Linked DNA regions of Mus musculus: region 2 is linked to region 1. Evidence: chromatin contacts called from public promoter capture Hi-C data. All regions are on one chromosome and are shown on one strand. The core of a region is the stretch at or near the end of the contact, and the rest is flanking DNA. Distances in the headings are between cores, read along the strand shown. Region 1 holds the start of Oas3 (2'-5' oligoadenylate synthetase 3). Region 2 holds the start of Oas1f (2'-5' oligoadenylate synthetase 1F).

The links. Promoter capture Hi-C pulls out the DNA fragments that hold promoters and counts their contacts.
Region 2: a contact with region 1 is called in a promoter capture Hi-C map of the SN4741 cell line, with 4 times the contacts expected there. The contact joins the promoter of Oas1f here to the promoter of Oas3 in region 1. A contact is called at or near these places in 14 of 39 promoter capture datasets (the 3T3-L1 cell line, the HPC-7 cell line, the SN4741 cell line and 10 more), 1 of 15 datasets of contacts at CTCF or cohesin (CD8 T cells), 9 of 484 Hi-C or Micro-C datasets (the C10 cell line, the Patski cell line, brain and 6 more), 2 of 115 datasets of contacts at active chromatin or transcription factors (embryonic stem cells and pancreatic cancer cells) and 3 of 9 other capture datasets (adipose tissue, liver and pancreatic islet).

The regions. Positions count from the first base shown.
Region 1 is chr5:120,772,545-120,779,158 of GRCm38.p6, reverse strand. Oas3 (2'-5' oligoadenylate synthetase 3) reads left to right here and starts at 1,500. Exons shown (of 16, transcript NM_145226.2): 1 at 1,500-1,708; 2 at 5,010-5,292; 3 at 6,103-6,278. The coding sequence starts at 1,535.
Region 2 is chr5:120,843,963-120,850,174 of GRCm38.p6, reverse strand. Oas1f (2'-5' oligoadenylate synthetase 1F) reads right to left here and starts at 2,808. Exons shown (of 6, transcript NM_145153.3): 1 at 2,601-2,808; 2 at 1,718-2,006. The coding sequence starts at 2,783.

The DNA.
Region 1 (6,614 bases), core at 251-2,750:
CTCGCTGCTCTAAAACAGAACAGATTCCCAGGGCTCCCAGGCACAGGATGTGGCTATGACATGTGCCTTCCCCACTTATCTTTGACTGCCTAGCTGTTTGGCATAGCTCGAAACCCCCTTACTTTATTCCCCAGCTAAAGTGACCACAGGAGACTAAGGATGCCTTTGGATCCTTTCAATCCCCAGGGCCATGGCCTCTTCCAGTGAACAGAGCCAAGCTGTGTGATGACTGAGGCAGGTGATGGGTTTAGATGGCCACATCATTACACTGTCATCTAAAAAGATATTCTGTCCTGGAGTGTTCAAATCGTGCCCCCCAGACTATAGCCTATTCATATCAGTTCTCTCTCTCTCTCTCTCTCTCTCTCTCTCACACACACACACACACACACACACACACACACTGTCAGCTGTGATTAGCACTTGAAGACACTAGGTTCTCAACACACACAAACCGGACTCTCTGTTCCACACTTGTGCAGTTTTGGCTGGCAGACACACACGCACACACACATACACAGAGATGCAGACACGCATGTACACGCACACATGTGCACATGTACAGACGTATGAATACATACACAGACAGACACTCACATGCACACATACACATGTGTGAACACATATGCACATGCACGCGCACACAAGTACAGACACACATGTTCCGACACACATGCCCTACACACACACACAGACACATGCACACACACAAACACGCAGGCGTGCAGCAGAACCATCACTTGGCCTCCAATCTGAACTTGCCCTTGCTTCTGTCTTCAGCATCTCCTCCCACAAACAGGGCGCTAAGCACAGAAGCCCTCATTTCTTACCTTAGTCCTTTGTGCAGCCCCAGCCAAGGGCCTCACACTCATCAATCTGATGTCTCCTCTTGGAGCATCGTTGTGCCTCAGCAGAGCAAGGAGCAAAAAGTCAGGATGCCTGGGACTGGAAGACCTGGGTTCAGATTCTAACTCTGACAGTCATGCTGTGTGATGCTAGATGACTTACTCAACCTCTCTGTCCATCTGCCACCCTGCATACTTATGTTAAGACCACTACCAGGCATTTAATGGAGGCTCATTAATATAACCCCATTTTTACAGATGGAAAAAACTGAGGCCCAGAGAGGTTAACACAGGGCAGCACAGCAAAACAATAGATGAGAACTTGGGTGGGGAGGACTGTGGGGGGCTCTGCTTCCTCAGGCCTGGCTCTGAGGTGCTCTGTGGCAGCCTATCTTGGGTCCCCAAATAGGAGGTCAGGAAGCCTCAGGGGACCTAGGGGACCTGTGAGCCTGGTCCCCAATGTTCCCAGGCTGCCCAGAGGGTCAGAAGTCACACCAGGAGACAGCAGAACCATAAACAGATAATCTCAACAAACACCCTGAGCCTGAGTCAGGGAAGAGAGGAACTCAGCAGGGAGGAGAAAACGAAAGTGAAGGGAGGTGACTCAGGGAACACACCCACTGTCACCTCAGGAACACCCCCAAGAAGCCCTGGAGAGAAACGAAACTCTACTGAGAGTACCGGTCAACATGGACCTGTTCCACACGCCAGCCGGAGCTCTGGATAAGCTGGTGGCCCACAACCTGCACCCAGCCCCTGAGTTCACAGCAGCCGTACGGGGTGCTCTGGGGTCGCTAAACATCACCCTACAGCAGCACAGAGCCCGAGGGTCACAGAGACCAAGAGTGATAAGGATTGCCAAGGTGAGAGGGTGGGGCACCCCAGGGCAAACACCTTCAGGGTCTTCTTGAGGGATGGCTCAGGTGTTGCTATAACCAGCCAGTCTGTGGGGAAACTGAGGCATCAAAACCCAAGTTACACTTCCAGGGTAAAGGCCCAGCCAGGGCCACACTGGGTCACCTGATGGCTTCCTATGCTCTCCTAAAGGCTGTCTCATTCACTCATTCACTCAATCACTCAGACTCTAACTTCACACTGCCTGAGCCTCGCTGATCTGAGGCAGGGGGATCACGCACTCACACCCATTGGGACCCAGTCTTTGAGAAAAAGAACATGACCCGGCTAAAGCACACAGACTCCCTCACCAACATGGCACCTGAGGTAGGGATTACTGCCAGCTTTAGGAGTGGGGAAACTGAGGCTGAGTGGAGCTGAGCTGCTACTCTAAGCCACACTGTGTCACCTGGGCATCCTGCCAGGCCGCCCAAGAACCTTTGGCTTCTCAGAGAACTAGGGGGAGATAAACTCTGAGCCGCCTTAAGCCTGGTAAACCTGCTGATGCAGGGGCATCATAGGGACCTAGGAGGGGCACAGTGAGACTAGAGATTGTCCTGGGCAGGTCTCGGGTCACCTGACAGTTCCTGAGGCTGCATCTGAGCTGGAGATGTGGAAGGAGGCTTGGGTCTGGGAGACAGAGCCTGCTTCTGCATCTCAGGTGTGGCTGAATTCCTTCTAGGGAATGGGGGATGTGTATCCCTCCTCCTAAAGCCCCAGGGGTTAACAGGAAACAATCCGCCACAGGTCACTCTGGGAAACAATGAATCTATTGGTCTTCCTTACTGAGCCTAGGGAAGTGGGCCCCACTGGAAAGTCTTCACCAGCAGAGACCAGGCCTTCTGTAAGCTGCACAGGCTCTCCCCTCCTCCCAGTCTCCCAAGCGATATACCTCAGGCCAGGAACAGTTTAGGGCACAGTTGCATTAGAGAGTGGAGAGGTCCTCGGGTGAGGGTTGATGAGCAGTGAGTAATATATGAGCAGTGAGTAATATAAACATCACCAGGCCATTATTTCAGACCTAACTTGGCCCTTGTGTACTGGGGGTTACAGGTGTGGTCCACCAGAGGCTACAAAGTCTCCTTTCAACCGCCCAAAGAGGATCGGGTAGGGGTGGGGGTGGAAGGAACAGGGTTCATGGAGCAAGACCTCTTTAAACTCCTCATGGGATGGGTTTGAAAACCATAACTGAGCTAAATACAGGATGGCGGGGAAGACCCTCATTGTGCCCCTGAGATGTCAGCTGGGAACCCCCTCTCCTCTGTCGTAGAGATTTTTAATCCCAGCGTAGAGTTTCTACCCTGCCTTTGATCATTCAGCCCCCAGATAAAAGACACACACAGCCTTTATATTTACAGTAAGCCTTAAACAGCACAAGAGCTGGGCAGATACCTACCTTCTATGCTATTAGAATCTACTTTCCCATCAATAACCCTAAGTTATCACTTACTATGTTTCATCTGGGCTGCTCTTAACTCTGATTGGCCAGCCCTCGGGACCACGTTTCTATGACTCACCTAACCCACAGCAGCTTCTCCCCCTCCACCGCCTTCTTTTCCTTGTGGTTCTCCTCAGACCACAAGCCCAGGAAACCTAAACCACCCATGTCTCTTCTGCCCAGCTATTGGCTGCCAGGATCTTTATTCGCCAATCAGAAATAATTTGGGCGCAGACTCCAGGTCTTGGGGGCCCACACTCAGCACTGAGGCGGCCTGCAAGAGCAAAACCTCTACACTCCTCTTCTTTTTCGGCTTCAGGAAAGAGAGACGGAAGCAACCCCTCCCAGGTGTTCTGTGTTTCCTTTGCAAGATGAGGAAGTACCTTCCTCCCATCATCCTTAGGGAGGTGCTCATGGGTGATACTGGAAGCTGCCTAGTGGTTATTTCCTCTACTGTCTCTCCACACACAACCAGAGGATCAGCCTTGAGGGGCCTGGCGTCATCACTGGGGTAACGGGAGCCCCAGACTGTGTGGCGCCTGTGCCTCATCTGACTCTTCCAGTCCTACAACTGGGCTCACATGCGAGTATCTGCCGCTATATTTGGCCACACCAGGGCGGCCTGTGTGCTCAGAGCAGATAACAGATGGCTGATACAGAGTACAGAGCATGGGTCTTGGAAGTCACCTTCCAGAGTCCTCAGGCTGGAAGCTTTGAGACCCAAACATCGTCCAAAGGGTCTGGACACTAGGCCTGTCACTGTCCTCGGTGCCAAAAAAAAAAGTGAACTTCCCGGCCACACTTGGCTCGAAAGAGCTGAGAACGGAGGCTGAAGGGACCGCTCAGTGGCTAAGGCCACACAAGCATGAGGCCTGGAGGTCAAATATCCAGAACCCACATAGATGCCAGGTGGGTGTGGTAGCCTGTGATTCAGGCCTCGGAGAGCTCTGGGTTTGATCCAGGGATCCTGCCGCAGTGAGAGAGATGATTACTAATATCAGCCTTGGGTGTCCACATGCACTCACACACACACACACACACACACACACACACACACACTCACAGACTCACACACAGACGCACACCACACATGCACAAACACACCACACACTCACACACAAAAGCACACACACATGCACACACATAAACACCCACACATATATACACCCACATATACACACGCATGCACATACACATACACACACATGGACATGCATATCCACACACATACCCACAAGCACTGGTACGCACCTGATACAAACACATACACGTGTACACACACAGAAGCACTCATACACACGTACCCCATGCTTACATGTGCCCACATGTGCAAACATGCACACATGTGCAAACCGAAAAGGGGGCTAGAGAGATGTCTCAGGGGTTCAGACCTCTGGCTGCTTTCGTGGAGGACCTGGGTTCCTTTCCCAGTACCAGCATGGCGGCTCACAACGGTGTATAATGTCAGTTCCAGGGAAACCCAGGACCTGTCTTCTGGGTTCTGCAGGCACACACACACTATGCATACATATGTGCAGGCAGAGCACCCATACACATGAAATAAAAATAAATACGATACTTTAAAAATAGGAAAGGGTTGGCAGGATTGGAGTCCAGCATCAACAACAGGTGTTCATTTACAGATTAAAGTCTTTCTCCAAGCTCAAGCCCGGCTGCTGTGAGCAGGACGCTGGTTCTACCTGGTGACAGATGCCAATAGCTACGTGGCGGCCCCTCCCCAGCCCTCACGGCCCATCTGGTCCCTCAGGAGCCCCTATGGGGAACAGTACCAGAGTGTGCATGTAGTCCCCAGCTGTCTCTCTTCTTCACAGGGAGGAGCCTATGCCCGGGGCACAGCTCTCAGAGGTGGCACCGATGTCGAACTCGTCATCTTCCTCGACTGCTTCCAGAGCTTTGGTGACCAGAAGACCTGTCACTCAGAGACCCTGGGTGCCATGCGAATGTTGCTGGAGTCCTGGGGGGGCCACCCCGGGCCTGGCCTGACTTTTGAGTTTTCTCAGTCAAAGGCGTCCAGGATCTTACAGTTTCGTCTGGCATCGGCAGACGGAGAACACTGGATAGATGTTAGCCTGGTGCCTGCCTTTGATGTCCTAGGTGAGAGGTCCCTGGCCTGGTCCAGAGACGGGGGCATCATCATTAGGAGAAAGATTGGCCATTGCCTTTTGACCTTCTACCCACTTGCTGTGTGACCGAGGAGAGCCCCTAGCCCTCTCTGGATCTTGGCTTCTTGCCTAAATATATCGATCTTAAGATACCCAGGAGCCAGAAATACCTAGTTCCCCTGTCTCTGCAGTCTTGGGGCAGGTGCCTGGTCCTCACTACGCTATTTTGGTTTGCCTCCCTCCACCCTAAAGGCAAAGTTCTTTTTGTGATGACCGAGGCTGATGAAAAGTGCTCTTTTGGAGACTTTGTTAAGAATTTTGAATTCTGCCAGGCAGTGGTGGTGCACGCCTTTGATCCCAGCACTTGGGAGGCAGAGGCAGGCAGATTTCTGAATTCGAGGCCAGCCTGGTATCTACAGAGTGAGTTCCAGGACAGCCAGGGCTACACAGAGAAACCCTGTCTCGAAAAACCCAAAAAAAAAAAAAAAAAAAAATTGAATTTTCTAAGATGCTCCACCTATAATATGCTATACTTATCCTGAAATACACTTCTGTCCCCACCTGATAATGAGGACAAAGGTACAGGGTCAGTGCCTGTACCCCGCTGTGACCAGTTCCTGACCACAGCAGCCAGGCCCCTGACACCCATGCCTTAGCTGGAAGCTCCTCTCTGTTTAGTCACCTTGAAATCCTAGTCTTCCCCTCAGCCCCTACCCTGCACCCCCAGCTCCAGACAGGGGCTGAGTTCAGTGTCCACGGTGTCCTCTGTGTCTTCCTAACCCGCTGCCCTTGATGCCCCCAGGACAGCCCCGCTCTGGAGTCAAGCCGACACCCAACGTGTACTCCTCCCTCCTTAGCAGCCACTGCCAGGCCGGGGAGTACTCAGCCTGCTTCACTGAGCCCCGAAAGAACTTTGTGAACACTCGCCCAGCCAAGCTTAAGAACTTAATCCTGCTGGTCAAACACTGGTACCACCAGGTGAGGCCGCGTGGGTTGGTCCTGCCTATATCCTAACACCATTTTATTCTCTTTCTGGGAAGCACCTGCCATGTTCTTTGCCTATGGTTTTCTCTTGTGAGCTGATTTCTTATTGATTTATGGGTGCTCTTTACATACTATGGATGTTGATCTTTATTTACTTACAATAATGAGGATGTGGTCTCCCAGTCTGTGGATTACACCCCTACCATCTTTAAGAGTCACTTCTCACTGAGAATAGTTGGGTTTCAATGTTAGCAGGTATAAATCATTTCTTCTCTGAATGATTCATCCTGTGGGAATCTTAAGATGTCTTTCTCTAAATGAATCTCCCAT
Region 2 (6,212 bases), core at 1,559-4,058, 70 kb before region 1:
ACATAGTAGATCTCATTTGCTAAGTCACCCATGGAAAGGCTGTAACTGGGGTCCTCTTTTGGGCTGTCACCCACACCAGCATTCCCAAGGTGGCCCTACTGTGAGGAAGCTGCTTTGCTACTGGAAAGCGGCTACAGGCTTCTGCAGGAGCCGCCCTCCAAGCTCATTTCTGGGTCACCCCCTTGAAGCCCCCTCCATTGAGCAGAGTTCTAAGACTCCTGCAACTTCCCACAGCAGGCTGCCCTGGTCCTACTCCCAGGCTGGCCCTCTCAGTGCCTGCTGCATGAGACTCTGGACTGTTTCCATGTCTCTCCTAAGCCAAGGGCTTGTCTCTAAGTTAACGGCAGCAGTTCACACAGTGACCAGCAGGGTGTGCTGTGATTTCCCCAAATGTAAAGCCTAAGTATTCTCTAATTGCCCCAAGACTCCACTGTGCTCTCAGGGATGTTCCTGATTGTCTTTAGATAGAGTTGTGCAATTTGTAATTTTGGATACTCCCATTGTGTCAGGCCTGGTGTGAGAGATTCTTAATGCAGAGCACCATTAATATGCAATTATATAACATGTGTGTAAGTGTGGGAGGTTGGTGTGTTCGTGTGTGTGTGTGTGTGTGTGTTCGTGTGTGTGTGTGTGTGTGTGTGTGCGTGTGTGTGTGTGTGTGTGTGTGTACACTCGCGCGCGCCAGGTTTCCAGTTTCCCAGGTGGGGCACAGAGCTCCTCCAGGAAGTTCTGCATCCTGCACCCCACCCTCAACCCCATGCATGGACACCCAAGCCTCTGCACAGATCTGAGGTTTCTCATTCTTTGATAGCAGATGGGACAGATATTCATTTTTAGCTGTATCTCTAGTTCCACTTTATAGACACAGAGTTCCCACACTCAGGCATGAAGAGAGCTGTTCACCATGTAACCGTTCTGTAGGATGTCCCCAGGCTGGGGAGATGGCTCTGTGGGTAAAGGGCTTCTCACATAAATATAAGGACCCAAATCAAATGCCAGCACCCAGGTAAAAAAGCTGGGCTTGCAAGGGTTGGAGAGTCCACACCTGGAATCCCGTGCTGGGGAGGTAGAGACAGGAGAATCCCTCAGGCTCACTTTCTGACCAGATATGTGGATCTGTCAGCTTCATGTCAACAATCTCCAAAGAAAAGGATCGGGAGGGGAAAGGAGAGGCAGAGGGGAAGGAAGGAAGGAAGGAAGGAAGGAAGGAAGGAAGGAAGGAAGGAAGGAAGGGAGGGAGGGAGGGAGGGAGGGAGAAAGAAAGGGAGAAAGAAATTCACTTAGCTTCTAAGGAGTGGAAGATTCCAAGTGTACTCTTGAACGTATGTCTAAGGGTATTTGTTTACAGCAGGGACTAGGCAACCCCTCTACCCAACCCTGTGCTGTACCTAATAAATATACTGAGGCTCCAGGTGCCAGAGATTGTGGGTTCAGCTCTATCAGAACACACACCCCACCTGACCCCAGCTCCTTACTGCAGGAGCCATGAAGGTGGGGCAGCAAACTCCAGGTCAACCTCTCAACCAAAATAGGCTCTTAAGTAACCAACCTCCAAGGCTGGCGTCTGACCATTACCCACACAGGCAAACATGTGAACAGACATCTGCATACATGAGAACATGCTACCCCAACACACACACACACACACACAGAAATAGAAGAGAGGATTCATGCATGAGGGGAGGGCAGACTGAGGCTCTGCTGCTGGTTGACTTACACAGGACATCATAGGCTGGCTGCACATCAAATTCCACCTCCTGCTGGAGCTCAGGGGAGCTCAGCTTGAAGCTCAGAGACCTGGAGTTGGGCTCCTCTGAGCTCTGCACCTCAAACTTCACTTTAAATGGTTTCTCATCCTGCAGCTGACACAGGTGTTTCCGAATTTCCTCAATGAACTCTCCCCGTCGCTTTAACTGCTCCTCGAAGCTGGTGAGATTGTTAAGGAACACCACCATTTTAGCCTCTGACTTGCTCTTGAGTGCAGTGTGTTCGTCGTAGGAGCCGCCCTAAAAGACAAGGATGAGGATGACGAGGGACAGGGAGAGTCGTGCCAGGCAGTCCAGATGCTGAACAGTATGTAGGAGTCCACCACTGAGCGTGAGAGATGGATAGAGAATCCTGACACATATATATCATGCTTAGATAAACAAAGTATGTACCAAAACTCAAAGGTCACAGAGCGAATGTTGAAACTAAGGAAAGTGAATTTACAAAAAGGAACATTTTGAGAAAACAAGAATAAATGATACTGCAGAGATCCTCCCTAAATAAAACACTGAGCACAATCACTAACAAACACACTTGCACCCCTGACATACATAGATGAGTGGACATTACAACACGACATTTCTGCAGCCTTCACAGTGACTGAGGCAGGGACTGCTGTCATACAGTCCCATGGGCAATGAGCTTCCATCAGTCCAGTCATCCAGCAGTGGGGTCCCTGTTTTGTCCTCTGCCCTGTGCCATAGCTGGGGTCTACATGAGGACACTGGGCACAGAGCAGGCAGGTAACTAACACCCCCACTAAGGACTGCAGGCTGGCATCTGAGCGTCCTCTCCCCACCCCATCCTGGTGAGCTTGGGCTAATGGGACTCACCATCACAACCCTGGAGACCCTCACAGGGTGGGTGGCACCTTGGAAGCATCTCTCCTTCAGGAAAGCACCTATGAAGTCCACGTCTGCTCTGGCCTCAGCATGGAAGCTGGAATCGGGAAGGAGATGATCACGTATGAACTTGTCCAGCTCACAGGCTGGGGTGCTGCTAAGATCCTTCACCATTTTATGGCCAGGAAGTGTTTGCTGACTGTAGCACTGCCTCTGGAAGCCAGTTGTCCATCATTTCCATAGCAGGTTTTTCGTTCCTAGGCAAGGCGGGGCTGTACATATCAGACCTCTGCATCTGCCATCTCTGGCTCCCAGGCTCCCTGACACTCTGGAGTTTGTTTACCTGCTGGTATTTCTTTAGATTCTCATCACAGCAGGCAGGAGGCAGGAGGTACCATAAACATAGTTTCTGTTGTTCTTACCTTCTTAGTCTTGGAAAAATGGTCTTATAGTCTCCTAGACTTTTTACAGCATAAGACACATACACACACACAAACACATACACACACCCACACCCACACATCGATAAAACAAGAAGAACAAGTGAGAGAAATCCAGAAGATTCCTGACACCGTTTCAGCACAGCTGTGTAGGTTGGTGACTGGTCCATACTTATTGATTGATGTCGATCAGCCCTCCAGAGTTCAGAAAGAGCTGGAAAGGAAGAGCTTACTCAGCAGCACGTCTCAGACATTGAAAAAACACCAGATAAGATTGAATGGAGGCTAGAAGCTTCCAGGACTGGGCCTAGATTAGCAAACATGGGCATGAAACCTTCAAGACAGCAATTACAGCGGGAGAATAAAAGATACTTTTCCAATATAGCATGATGTAGTAGACTTACTTTTCTAAATAAGAGTCAAATCATATATGTAGTGTATAGGTGGAAATTAAAATATATATAAGTTTAACAAACAGCCTTTTGTTACAAATTTTATGCTAAATTTCCTCACAGATTTTTTTTTAAACATTCTCAAAAAGTTCCCACATCTTGTGATAAAAAGTTTAGAGGGCTGGAGAGATGGCTCAGTGAGTAGGAGCACTGGCTGATCTTCCAGGAATTCCCTGCAACCACATGGTGGCTCACAACCATCTGTAATGGGATCCGATGCCCCCTTCTGGTGTGTCTGTCAGCTACAATACTCATATAAGATAAATAAATAAATCTCTTTTTTTAAAAAAAATAAAGGGTTATATAGAACAGAGAGATCTCTCTATCATTTATGTGCTAATTTGTACACGAGGTCAGTAAAAACATTCAGTGCTTGAGAAAGATCTGATAAAAGCTGATTGACTATAGGTAGTTTAAACTTTTAAGCTTTGTAAGCTGGAGTGGGTACAAATACATTTGTGGACCCTATGGAACTTGACCATAAATTATATGCTCCTTTTCTTTAGGAGCCATCTAGAAGAGCATTGCAATCAATGTCTATAGGATTTCTACATGGAACTTTAGGGAATGCCCATGGAGTTTCATTTTTTTAATCTTAAGACCTCTGGGGTAATAATTATTATAGATCCCAAGTAACTTGCTACTGTGATCTGTCAATTATTATCCAGGTGGACAAATATTCAACCTTCATTTTATTTACTTAATGGAACAATAAATTCTGTAAGCTCTTCATCAGCAAGGGGTTATTTCTATGAGCTATTGTGAGAGCTAGCTGTGTTGAAGTTTAAATAATTGTGCCTAAGCGATCCATAAAACAAAACTGCCTCTAACCCGTAAGCTCCTTGCCCAAGGGCAGAAACTTCCTGAGATGCTGGGGGCTGCCATGTTTATACGATGACAAACCACCTGCTTTTGCTCCCCTAAACAAGCTTGTGGGACTCAACTGCACAGGATGTGTTTGATCACGGGTGGGGGGGGGGAGGTTAGCAGGCAGGAGGTATCTTAGGAGGTAAGCCTGTCCCTGATTGGACCTAGTAGGAAACACTTAGCCTGGTGGGGTTGTCTTTAATAAGCCTCTGCAAAATGTGGCTCCTGGCCATTCCTGTGAGCCCTGGAATGGTCCTGGCCCGATTCCATCATCTTGGCCCCAATTTAATTCAAGCTTGTGTTAAATTTTTGCTCAGAAATTGTGGGAGTGGTCTTTCTCCTCGACTCTCAGGTCTAAGACTACTCTTTGGCAGCAGCTTTACTGAATGAACGCAGTAGCAGCCCGCTCTGTTCAGCAGCTGCCTTTCCCATAGAATTCCACAAGAGTTTCCAGAAAGCAACTTATAATGCTAAGCAGATAGGAGGTTAGCAATGGCACGACCCAAAATACTAAGGTTTGCTCTTCCACTTCACCTACCATGAAAGTTAAGCTTCGTTCATGTATTGATCAGACGAGCAAGAGAAGAGAAATCCCTCCATATATGGAATGACCAACACCTCAGGGGCTATAAACAGCCTTGGCTCATGCACTGTATGTCCTGATAGTAACCCTTCCAGAAGCTGTGCCTGGCTTAGTTTTCCCTATAAAGGGACCTTTGATATTGAGTTATTCCCACTCTGAGAGAAAAATGAACCACGTTTAAACCAAAATCAAGCAACAAGGAAACCCTAAGGCCTGGGCTGAGCTGGCTCACGCTGAAGTAATGGAGCCTGCCTGCTGGGAAAAGGGCCCAGGGCCTGAGGGCTTGGGGTTCAGTGAGCTTGCTTAAGAGAGTGGAAGCAAAGTGGATGGCTGGAAGCCAAACCTGTGGGTGTATTGGGCCTGCCCTGCCCATGCCCGGGCCTGCCTGACAGAAAATGCTTACTCTCTCTCTCTCTCTCTCTCTCTCTCTCTCTCTCTCTCTCTCTCTGTGTGTGTGTGTGTGTGTGTGTGTGTGTGTGTGATATTTTTTAAATTACCTGACAGGGATTTTATCTTATTTCATCTTTCTTTTTCATGAGCTCTATGAAAACCCACATTAATTCCATTTGATCACTTAAGCTTGTGAACACTTAGCAGTGAGAGACCCAAGTTTCCTGCCCCTAATTTCTATTTTAGAAATAACTTTTCTTACCTTCCTTGAGGACCAAGCCATTAGGTGCCATTTGTCAGGGACCCTGCAATCTCGAAGGCTGGCAGACAAGTGATCCCCATAAGGTAAAGAAATTAATATACCCGCTAATGTTGCAATTTATCTATTTCTGGTGACCGAGAGCACTTAAAGACAGCAGAAGCTCAATCCAAAGACAAAGAGAACACATTTACATTATTGAGAGTAAATAAAGATCAACATCCACAGTATGTAAAGAGCAACAAGGAATCAATAAGAAGACAGCTCCCAAGAGAAAACCACAGACAAAACACAAGGCAGGTGCTTCCCAGAAAGAGAAGAAAATGGCTACTAAGAAAGACAAACCAACTAGTCTTAGGCTGCAGGCAGGACCCACTCTAGCAGCCTCATTCAGAGGTACCGGTGTTTGATCAGCAGGATTCAGTTCTTATGCTTGAAAAGGATACTGGTCAAAAGTTCTTTTGGAGCTCTGTGCAGCTCCCCTGGGTGTCAGCTACTGGGGAGGAAGGAGGGGTAGAGCTAGGGTGTGTGCCCCAGTGTCCCAGGATCCCTTTCAGAGGGGAGAGGTGGCCCTGAACCTCAGCATGGGCTCTGTCAGTAACCCTCGCTGAC